Regions from separate parts of the Callithrix jacchus genome. Here region 1 is linked to region 2. A link is a contact called in public Hi-C data. All regions are on one chromosome and are shown on one strand. The core of a region is the stretch at or near the end of the contact, and the rest is flanking DNA. Distances in the headings are between cores, read along the strand shown. Region 1 holds the start of LAMC1 (laminin subunit gamma 1). Region 2 has its middle 23 kb from the start of SHCBP1L.

Region 1 (5,599 bases), core at 2,570-5,069, 45 kb after region 2:
CCAGAAAGAGCAGGCTCCTGGCCTGACTTTGCTCCTAGTTGTCTACAGACTTAATCTCTTTGTGCCTTAGTTTCTTCAGCTTTACACAGGTGATAATATTCTTTGCTAGTGTAATTTTTTTTGAGATGGTGTCTCACTCTTGTTGCCCAGGCTGAAGTGCATTGGCAAGATCTTGGCTCACTGCAACCTCTGCCTCCCGGGTTTAAGCGATTCTCCTGTCTCAGCCTCCTGAATAGCTGGGATTACAGGTATGTGCCACCATGCCTGGCCAATTTTTGTATTTTTAGTAGAGATGGGGTTTCTCCACGTTGGTCAGTTTGGTCTCGAACTCTGGACCTCAAGTGATCCGCCCGCCTTGGCCTCCCATAGTGCTGGGATTACAGGTGTGAGCCACAGGGCCTGGCCACTTCAGTGTGATTTTGAAAAGTGTAACAGAATGTAAATATAGGCTGACATTGTCAATCATTATTAATAATTATCATGTTTAGGTTGCATTTCTAAATATAAAAAGATAAAGCATATAGTATAGCAGTGCTTAGGCTTGGGAAGAATACAAGGAAATGAGGTCCGAAAGAATAAGGACTGGAAAAATAAAACACATCGGTAATTATAAAAAGATAAAAAATGACAAGGTTGCAATGGAAAGGTCAATACAAACTTTTAAATTATTTTTCTAATTATATCGCACATTCTACATCCTGCTGTGGTAGACATCCGTGGTTTTTTTTTTTTTTCTGCCTTGTAACTTGCCCTCTTCTGGCAACAGCAAGCTTTCCTTTCAATTGCTTTTCCCACATTTCATAGTTTTCTGGTGGGTTGTCAAACCCCACACACGGTATTCTATTTACCTAGCTTTGGGGGTATGCCAGGTGACCAAAGCCGGGCCAATCAGCATCCTTCCTTGAAATTATTTACATAGATGTGAAGGGAGAAATCTTTGTTCTCTGGAGATCTAAATGGGATATTTTTTTTTAATTGGAGCTCTGTTGCCTGTACAATAAACAACTACATTTCCTCATCCTGCCTTTGTTGCTGCATAGAGGCACTGAAGATTGGGCACTGAGATCATCTTTTGAGGGACCCGAATAAGATCTTCCCCGTATCTTCACATTTTTCTTCTAAGGACCATGTCTGGTAGATAATGGAATTTGTTTCTTTTCTCTTTTCTTTTTTTGAGGCAAAGTCTCACTCTGTCGCCCAGGCAGGAGTGCAGTGGTGCAATCTCGGCTCACTATAATATTCGCCTCCTGGGTTCAGGCAATTGCGCGTCAGCCTCCTGAGTAGCTGGGATTGCAGGCATGCGCCACAACACCCGGCTTTTTTTCCTTCGAGACACATTCTCGCTCTTTCTCCCAGGCTGGAGTGCAGTGGCATGATCTCGACTCACTGCAACCTCCACCTTCTGGCTTCAAGCGATTCTCCTGCCTCAGCCTTCCGAGTAGCTGGGATTACAGGCGCTCGCCACAACGCCCGGCTAATTTTTGTATTTTTTAGTAGAGTCGTGGTTTCACCATGGTCTCCTACTCCTGACCTCAAGCAACCCGCCCGTCTCGGCCTCCCAAAGTGCTGGAATAATAGGCATAAGCCAACGACCTCTGCCGGCCCGGCAAATTTTTGTAATTTTAGTAGAGACAGGGTTTTGCCATGTTGGTCAGGCTGGTCTCAAACCCTGGCCTCAAGCAATCTGCCCGCCTCGGCCTCCCAAAGTGCTGGAATTACAGGTGTGAGCCACTGCACCTGGCTGATAATGCAATTTCTAAGCACTTAACAGGCATTCGAAAGGCTCTGGAGTTTTTTGAAGAACAGGACAACCTGCAGTAAAAGAAAATCTTGGCCAGGGCGCCAGGAAACTTTGTTTTCTTTAAATACCAAGTCTATTTAGTAGGCTGTGGCATCTCCAGGAGGCTAAAATAATTTGTTGATATCATCAAACATCTAGTGTTCAAATTTCTCGAATTGTCTTAAAAATTTTGTTTTAACCCTTGGTTTGTTTGAATCAAGATCCAAATAACGAAATATAATTTTTATCATCAAGCCCACTGGCTGGTTACACTTTACCTCTTTTCAAAATAAATGTTTGTCACTGTAACATATTTCCATAGGCAAGAGAATTGAGAGATTAATTCAAGGTCTCTAAGTGCTTTACAAATATCAGATGGGCTCTAGTAATCAATTTACGGAAAATTTGCATAAGTAACATCTTGAAGTTAATCTTGCACATTAGGACTCAAAAGGCAGGAATGACAAAAACCCATTTGGTTGACTTCACAATCTTTCCGGGGAGGTCTCTTTATCTATTTTGATTGTTGGAAACAGAGACCCACGCTTTGGCCACTATATAACAAAGTACTAAAATTGTGTAATAATGCAAATTCATTAATACATATATTAAAATATAAATAAATACGTTTATTACAAATCTGTAGCTTTATTTACAACTAACATCCTTATTTTTGTCCTATATGCTCTCATTCATTCTCCAGCACAATGAAGGGCTGAGAGAGCATATAATCCCTTCCAGGCATAAATGTATGTATTTATTTTGCTTCAACTCAAATATGAAAGGACTGAAAATTATTATAGTCCCCACAACTTTATTCTCCCAAAGGTGCCAAGAGTGAGGCACTTTAACCATGCATAATCTCCACCCATCTCATCAAATAAACGGAACAGTGATGAACATAATTGCTAAGTAAGCTCAGCCGTGTAACAAGTCCCTGGATTCCCCTCCTTTCTTCATCCAACCAGAACATTATCCTTAAGGTCTTCCTAATTAGCAGTCTGCGTCTAACACCTACTCTATCCAGAGTCACTTAACATATACTTATTTGTTTTCAGATTCACATTACCCCTATCTTAACGGGACAACAGGGTCCGAAACCAGGCATGTGTTTGTTTTTGCCGTGTACTTATCCGCACCTTATTATCAAGTTCTTGAAAAGCTAGAATAAAACAAATCCGTGTCATCCACTATGTGCATCCTCTCTGCCTGAGGACGCCAGGGTTTCAAACTGCTGCCTCCCTGTCCTGGTCTGTTTGCGTGGGTAAGCGCCCAGGTTCTGATCCGCGACTAAAACTCATGATCTTCTGGCTCAGGTTCTGTGAACTGAGTCATTCTGGCACTCAGAATATTCCGTGACTCAGCAGGCCCGAAAAGGAGGATGTCAGAATCCAGATAATTTCGAGTCTTTTAAAGGCAAGCCGAGGAACACAAACAACACAGTGGAAGAATTTCGCAGTGGGTCGTGCGTACCCAAGGGAAAAATGTCATTCCATTCCCAGCCTTTTCACTTCCTTCCTTGCCCGGGTAAAACGACTGGCTACGCTTTAATTTAGCGGCAGGAAATCGCTTCACGAAACTCATCTGGCTGCTGCGACCAGGCTCTTCTGATTCTCCAAGGCCTATGTCGGCCCCCTGGACGCCCCGGGACCTCTGCTCTGGAGGGGTGGAGCAGGGACCCCGGCATCCCGGGTGGGACCCACACCTGGCTGGGCGGGGACCCCCCTGCCGCAGTCCACCTGGGAACCGGGCCCCGTGTCCGACCCCGAGGGACCTCCTGACCCGCATCGCCCCTCTAAGGTGCCCTCCCCCAACCCGGAGTCTCCCTAGGCCGCGGAGCCCGGGGACCCCGGCGACTCCCGCGCGGGGAGCCGGGTCTGCGAGGCCGCCCTTCCCTCCCGGCATGCACCACCCCGCCGTCCTCCCCTCCCCTTCCCTTCCCTCCCCACCTCTCCCCGGCTCCCCGCCCACCCCACGCGCCCCTCCTCCCCGGTCGCGCGCCGCGGGCCCGAGCGCGAGACGCAGCCGCCCCCGCTCCCGCCGCCGCCTGGAGGCGCCCGGGCTGACACGCAGTACATGGGGTGCGGAGGGCCGGGTAGCTGCCGCGGGGTCCGCCGGAGCTGCTGAGAGGAGACTGGGTTGGGCTTTCTCCTCAACCAGACCCCACCCCACCCCACCCTGCCGACCCCACCCCCTGCTCCTTCCTCCCCGGGGGCGCGCGCTCGGGCACGCGCTCGGAAGTCGGGGGTCGGCGCGGAGTGCTGGTTGCTCCCAGGGTGGTGAGGGAGGCGCGGAGGCGGCGCGCAGGGGCAGTGGTCGGCGAGCAGCGCGGTCCTCGCTAGGGGCGCCCACCCGTCAGTCTCTCCGGCGCGAGCAGCCGCCACCGCCCGCCCCGGAGTCAGGCTCCTGGGCCCCCCGGCTCAAGCAGCGGAGCGGCCTCCGGGGGACACCGCTAGGCGAGAGGAACGTGCCCGTGCTCTTGCCTTCGCTCTGGCCCAGCGTGCGGGCGGCGGGATGAGGGGTAGCCAGCGGGCCGCGAGGACCCTGCGGCCCCGGGGGGGGCTCTGGCCGGTGTTGGCTGTGCTGGCTGCCGCCGCGGCGGGCTGTGCCCGGGCAGCCATGGACGAGTGCACGGACGAGGGCGGGCGGCCGCAGCGCTGCATGCCGGAGTTCGTCAACGCCGCCTTCAACGTGACCGTGGTGGCCACCAACACGTGTGGGACTCCGCCCGAGGAGTACTGTGTGCAGACCGGGGTGACCGGGGTCACCAAGTCCTGTCACCTGTGCGACGCCGGGCAGCCCCACCTGCAGCACGGGGCAGCCTTCCTGACCGACTACAACAACCAGGCCGACACCACCTGGTGGCAAAGCCAGACCATGCTGGCCGGGGTGCAGTACCCCAGCTCCATCAACCTCACACTGCACCTGGGTAAGCGGTGACAGCCCCGACCCCTGTTACTGCTCGCCAGCAGCCCAGCTCCCGGACCGGCTTCATCTCCGGGGCCGGCCTCCCGGGCCCAGACAGCCGCGTGTTGCCTCTCTGTTCCCCGGCATGGGCCACACAGAAACTCCTTTCTCCAACTTCTTAAATAGATCTCGCTTTTAACGTCCCGTGAGGGCCGGGATGTTCCGCACAAGATGTCTCTCTGTTTTCCTGTTCTTTCTGACTTAACGGGATTCTGGCTCTGATTATATTGCATTTCGGCTGTTAGGATTGTGGTCTCCCCCACACCCCCCCTTTTTTTTCCTGAGCGTTAATCGGAAACTCTCATCGTAGCTTTTCTCTTTGCTACCAAGGCCATCACAACGCATTCTTGGATCAGAAACCAGAAGGTCCGCCTTTAAAATGTTTAGATATCTCTCCAGGGCTGAGGGTGATTGGTCTGTTGAGTTAAGGGAAATTGAGGGGAGCAAATGCCTTCGCTGCCTATATTGCCTGTGTATAATTAAAATATAAATTCACTTTTGAAGTTATCGTTCTTTAGAGCTGTTCAGACTTAATTAAGAGCCACAAAACGATGTTACTGCTAATCCTGGTGCAGAATAAACAAAAGGAAGTGCACTCACTGTAATTGCTGGGCACAGCCTTGTCCCTGGGTAAAAAGCCTCTCCTTTACTGTGTTCCCTTTTGCTTTCATTCAAAGCAAGTATAGAAACACGTATAAGTGATTTTCAGAAATCAGGAAAGGGATGTATAGAAAACTTCATGGCAGGGCAGTGGATGAGGATGGACATGTGTGTCAGGAAGTACCAAAAATAATGTTTGATCTAGGTAAGTTTTTCTTCATCGAGATGCGTAAATAAGCAGAAAGTTTCGTT
Region 2 (5,736 bases), core at 2,235-4,734:
GGGTAACTATGGACTAGAAAAAAATGGAATGGTTTGGAATAGAATGATTTAAGATGGGTTGACACTCCCCAGCCACAAAATGATTAAGATTTCATTACATGGCCGGGTATGGTGGCTCATGCCTGTAATCCCAGCACTTTGGGAGGCTGAGGCAGTTGGATCACGAGGTCAGGAGATCGAGACCAACCTGGCCAACATGGTGAAACCCCATCTCTACTAAAAAAAAAAAAAACATAATTAGCTGGGTGTGGTGGTGTGCGTCTATAATCCCAGTTACTTGGGAGGCTGAGGAAGGAGAATTGCTTGAACTCGGGAGGCAGAGATTGTAGTAAGCCGAGATCATACCACTGCACTCTGGCCTGGTGACAGAGCGAGACTCCACCTCAAAAAAAAAAAAAAAGATTTCATTACATTCATTATCAGTGCCTCTCCCCCAACTAGCATTTAAAGCACCCCACAATTTGGTCCATGTTCCTTTTCTAGCCTTGTGTCCTACTAACCTTTCTTTATCTCATAAGAACATATGTGACTGCTTTCATATAATTTCTTACCTCTGAGCTTTTTTATTAAAGTGCTCTATTCCTGTTTGGATTGCCCTCTTTCCCTTCCTCCCTGCAATATCTGCCCATCAAATTTTCACTCTTTATTTAAGGCATAGTTAAAACCTGACAGACTTCAAAGTGTTTCACAAGGTGTTGCAGAAAAGAATCTCACCTTAATAGTTACATAATATTTAATATAATTGCATAATATTTAATGTAACTATTAAATTCATTTTTAATAGTTACATAAAAATTTGTGTGTACCAATATTGTGCACTTATTGCCATCCATCTTATATCACAATTTATGTGTTTATCTTCCACATTTTCTTTCCAGTGCCTCGAGTGCAAGGGTCACACCTCATTCACCTCTGAGCCTCCATCTATGCGCTTTGCACATATTTTATAGCTCATGGGTTTCCTACGTTCTGGTTTGCTTGTAGTACTTACTCATTACCCATGATAATAGCTCACTCTGATTCAGTCAAGCACTGTTTCAAAAGCTCTGCATACATTGACTCATTTAAAACATGCAATGTGGGTTACCAGTTTACAGTTTACAGTTCTTATTCCCAGTTTACAGTTCAAGAAACAGATTACGTAAATATGCCCAAGGTAACACTGCAAATAAGGACCAAAACTGGGATTTGAATCCAGAAGATCTGCTTCCAGAGATCATTCCCTTGACCGCTAGAAGAAACACAGTAGGCCTTCCATATCTGTGGAGGGATTTGTTCTAGGACCCCTGCAGATACCAAAAAACTGTGGATGCCCAAGCCCCTTACATAAAATTGCGTAGTATATTCCTGACGTACTCCATACGCTATCGAATCCTTTGCGGACACAGAGGGCTGACTGTATATACAGTCACCATAGATCTTACTGTATTCTTTTGGAGAAATCAGAGATTTGATGTGCCACACACTGGTTGTGAAATTCTAGAGCTCTGATATCATAAGTCCTGGATTAGGATAACTTGACTGATCATAGATAAGTCCACTGCAAATTGTAAGCTGTTGATATAGCTATTTCGTATGTTTTTAGGCTGTCCAGCATCTTTTGATCACTCTTGCTATTTTTAGGACATCTCTGTTCTTAGGAATTCTTCTTTCCCAAGATACAAGCCTAGAAACTCAGTTCCCTGGAGTCCTTTGTAGCTAGAGCATAAGCAAGTGAGATTTTATTTCAGAAAGATTCTCACCCAGGAAATAGCTTTGGTGCTAGGCAGCAGTATGAAGCTCTGTAAAGTCAGTCCTAGGCAGCAAGGCCAACGGTGTGCCCCCCAGTAGTGGGGAGGACAGAGCCAGCAGCAGCAAGTTCCTCTTCAGCCAGTTCTGTATCATGGCCTTCCGTGTTATTCCAGGGAACATAGCCTCAAGCCAGTCCTCCACTCTTCTGTTAGCTACCCAGTATCCTTTTCTTCTTTAACAGCTTTATTAAAGAGAAGAGATTTACATACCCTAAAATTCACGCTTTTTAACCCAATATCTTTTAAATAAACTTATCTTTAAAAACTGCTTAAATAACCAGAGTCAGTTTCTGTTGCTTGTAACTAAAAATGCAGACTGAGTTGTTTACAATCGTAAATGAAAGGGCATTTTCTTTGGGATGCTCTGTTGCCGCTTTTATTATTATTGTTAAGTTATTTATTAACCCTTCTTTTTTTGTTTGTTCAACTGCATTTCTTTGGCACACTTTATCATACCCATGTATTCTTTATATGTTTTTTTTGGGATGGAGTCTTGCTCTGTCGCCCACACTGGAGTGCAATGGTACAATCTTGACTCACTTCAACCTCCACCTCCCAGGCTCAAGCGATTCTTGTGCCTCAGCCTCCTGAGTAGCTGGAACTACAGATGTATGCTACCACATCTGGCTAATTTTTGTATTTGTAGTAGAGACAGGGTTTCACTATGTTGGCCTGGCTGGTCTTGAACTCCTGAGCTCAAGTGATTCACCTGCCTGGGCCTCCCAAAGTGCTGGGATTACAGGCATGAGCCACTGCATCCGGCCCATGATCTACTTTTACATAAGAATATTATAAAAACGGCTGAAGTCAACACTAAAGTATGCTTTCTTAACAACCTCCACCTATCTGAGCTACCTGATGCCTATAGCATTAACTGTTGTAGCCAGGAGGTGGTTACCCCACTATGCTTGAGGCATTTGTTTTCAGACTTTTTTATATCAGTTATTTTTAATATTGTGTCACTCACATCTAATTTGAAAACTAAACAAGTTTAAGTGATTTAATTAATCAAGTGGTTCCAAGGCATTCAACTTAGTTCTCACAGAAACATTTTTCTTTCTTTCCCTTACATTTGATTTGCTTATGTAATTTTAAAAATTAAATTTTGTAATTAGATAATGCAAGTGGAAATGTCAAACTGAAATATTACCTGTCAGGAAATCTATTCTTGGAGGCTACTTCTGCCTAATGTCACTGTGATATAATATGAGACACTGCATAGCTCATGAGAGAGTGAAGGCTGTCCTGTGACAGCCAGGTTAGCTCAACAAATGTACTTTGCTTATCACCAGAGAAACTGAAGATGAACTGAGGAACCCAAAGTAGTTCACATCTTTAATTGAAAATTGATAGTTACAGCAGAGGAATGAAGAGTCCATCCCATATAAGAGTTTGGCTAAATGATAGCAAGATTAAATTAAAAATGAGAAGCTGCTGGGAGTTTTTGTTCTTTTTTTTTTAATCTGAGGTCTTAGGGGTTTTAAACATTAAATCCATCTTCTTAGAAATTTTGCCTTAAAATGGGCTGGGATGAATTTAAGACACTATAAAATATGAATAGTATTTTCAAATGGCTTATTTTAGATAAACCTATCACTTACCTTTTTAGCATTCAGAACTCAACCTAAGTCCTCCCATACACAGCTGTAGCCTATAAACCAAGGTGCAGAGCCTAAGACAGATAGGGCGGCTCAATGCTCCTAGGAAGTTCCTTCTAACAAGAAAGTAAATAAGATCAAACAATGCAGAATGGCTGTGGTATTTTTCAGATATGGGCTAAATTCGTCATGGTTCATTCCGAGAGCACTCTTACTTGGTAAGAAATGTTTCAGTTCACAAGAAGGTGTTAGGAGGACTCTCACTTTACTTAACTTGAAACTGTACTTTTGGAAAAAAGATAAAAGTTTAAAAGTTATTTTTCTCATTCTAAAGTTTATTTTTGGTTTTTAAGGACTCTGTGGTTTCTAAGAACATTGGGACAAGGCGTGCTTATTTTTTTATTTTTTATTTTTTTGCCATGAAGTTACAGGATAGCTTACAATTACAGTAACTAGCTGGTGGTTTTTAGGAAGACATGGAATAAGGTTGCATTTGTCAGTACGCTGTTAGAAATAGACTGTTGATCAACCCCTGCTCAAAGTCTAATGTTTAACTTCTTGCAGTAAACATCTGAAGGTCACAGCAGTCTCTCCTTGTAAGTTTTATGCATTACTTCAGTTGGTGAGGTAAAGGCATTAACAATAAACTACACATTTGATCAATGAATCAGTCCCCCACGCTTGATTTAAGGGTTGAAACTGAATTAAACTTATGAATAAAATCAGGCTCTTAGATTCTAAATTGTAAGTTCATAATAATTTCATTAAAATGTTTATAACCTCAGAATTTCAGTATGAAACCATGATTTTTTGACAGTAAGGAGTTTGCAGCAGAAAATAAAACCTTTAAATGGTTTATAAAACATTTTAAATTTGTTTGTTAAATTTCTATCAAACAGTAGGAACCTAAACATTCTAATAGTTGCTACACTTCTGGAAATAATTACCTTCAAGGAGATTAACATTTCTCAACTAGTTAGTGGCCCGGATCTCTGCTATTGTTTCTTAGTGAAGGGGCTATTCATTCATAAAGCTGGACGTACCCAACCGAACAAAGAGACCCTTAGTGGCTGTTCAGGTGGACTCCAAGCCAAGAAAAAGGATTGCTTCATTTCCTGAAGACTGAACTTTTGATCAATGCTGTGTGGCCAGGCTAAAAACTTAGATGGAATTTTAAACAAGGCAGTAATATCATTTCAGAAGCTACCATCAAACATCCTCCAATTAAGGAAGCAACGTAACAAGATAAATTGAACCAGATGGGAATTTATTAAGGAAATTCACCTCTATTACCACAAAACACATCTCCTGCCAAGGCCGATGAATATTTCACAAACAATAATCAGTTGTTGACTCTGGCACCTCTCAGAACGTGATAGTGGATCTTACTTACAAGTGTCAAGTTTTTAAGTAACCCAAATAGAATTGAGTTTTCAAGATGCTGGGGTAAACGCAGCAAAAAGACTGGCAAGGCTTCCACTCCCATGGAGTTTATGTTCTAATGAAGGACGCAGACTAAAACATCTTTTTCAAATATATTTTTACAAATGTGATTAGTGTTTCGAAGGAAATAGAAAAGTTACTGAGACAGAAAATAACAGAGGGGAACTAAATAAATAGGATGGTCAGAGAAGTTCTCTCTGGGTTGGGAAGTTTTCATTGAGACCTTGAAGATGAAAAGAAGCCATCCATGGGAACCTGGCAGGAGGAGGAATCCAGGCAGAGGCAGTGCAAGCACAAATGCCTTGCAAGGCAAAGGGCTTGCAATGTTATGGAAGGACTGACAGTAGCCCTACACGGCCACAGCTTCAGACCCTGGGACAGGTGGCACGAAGTGACGTTAGAAAGGCAGATGGGGACAGATAACGTAGAGCAGCTTTTCTCAAACAGGTTTGACCGTGGCTAATAGTAGGAAATATATTTTATGTCTACCCAGTACTCAAGTAAAACAAAATGTTTACATAGAAATCTTACCTTTACGATGTGTAATGCCTATGATATTTTCTATTCATTTAAAAATACTAATCAATATCCACTAAATTAATTTTTTCACCAACTTATGGACTTTTGCAAAAGCATAGATAAGAGTCTGGGAAACTATTGGAACTTGTTTTTTTTTTTTTTTTTGAGAAGGAGTCTCACTCTTTTGCTGAGGCTGAAGTGAAATGGCATGATCTTGGCTCGCTGTAACCTCTGCCGCTCCAGGCTCAAGCAATTCTTCTGCCTCAGCCTTCCTGGTAGCTGGGATTACAGGCACCCACCACCATGCCTGGATAATTTTTGCATTTTTAGTAGAGACTGGGTTTCACCATGTTGGCCAGGCTGGTCTCGAACTCCTGACCTCAGGT

Evidence for each region. A called contact is a pair of places that touch in the nucleus more often than the background predicts.
Region 1: a contact with region 2 is called in a Hi-C map of skeletal muscle, with 2.9 times the contacts expected there. The contact joins the promoter of LAMC1 here to the enhancer-like site in region 2. A contact is called at or near these places in 2 of 3 Hi-C or Micro-C datasets (both in skeletal muscle).

Annotation. Positions count from the first base shown.
Region 1 is chr18:41,194,823-41,200,421 of calJac240_pri, forward strand. LAMC1 (laminin subunit gamma 1) reads left to right here and starts at 3,820. Exons shown (of 28, transcript XM_002760283.6): 1 at 3,820-4,709. The coding sequence starts at 4,295.
Region 2 is chr18:41,150,472-41,156,207 of calJac240_pri, forward strand. No RefSeq gene overlaps it. Among named protein-coding and RNA genes, the nearest start is that of SHCBP1L, 23 kb to the left of the region's middle. Within about 2 kb of position 3,485, at least 1 of the 16 cell types and tissues checked has an H3K27ac peak or open chromatin away from gene starts, as enhancers often do. A contact at or near this core is called in skeletal muscle, where this site is marked.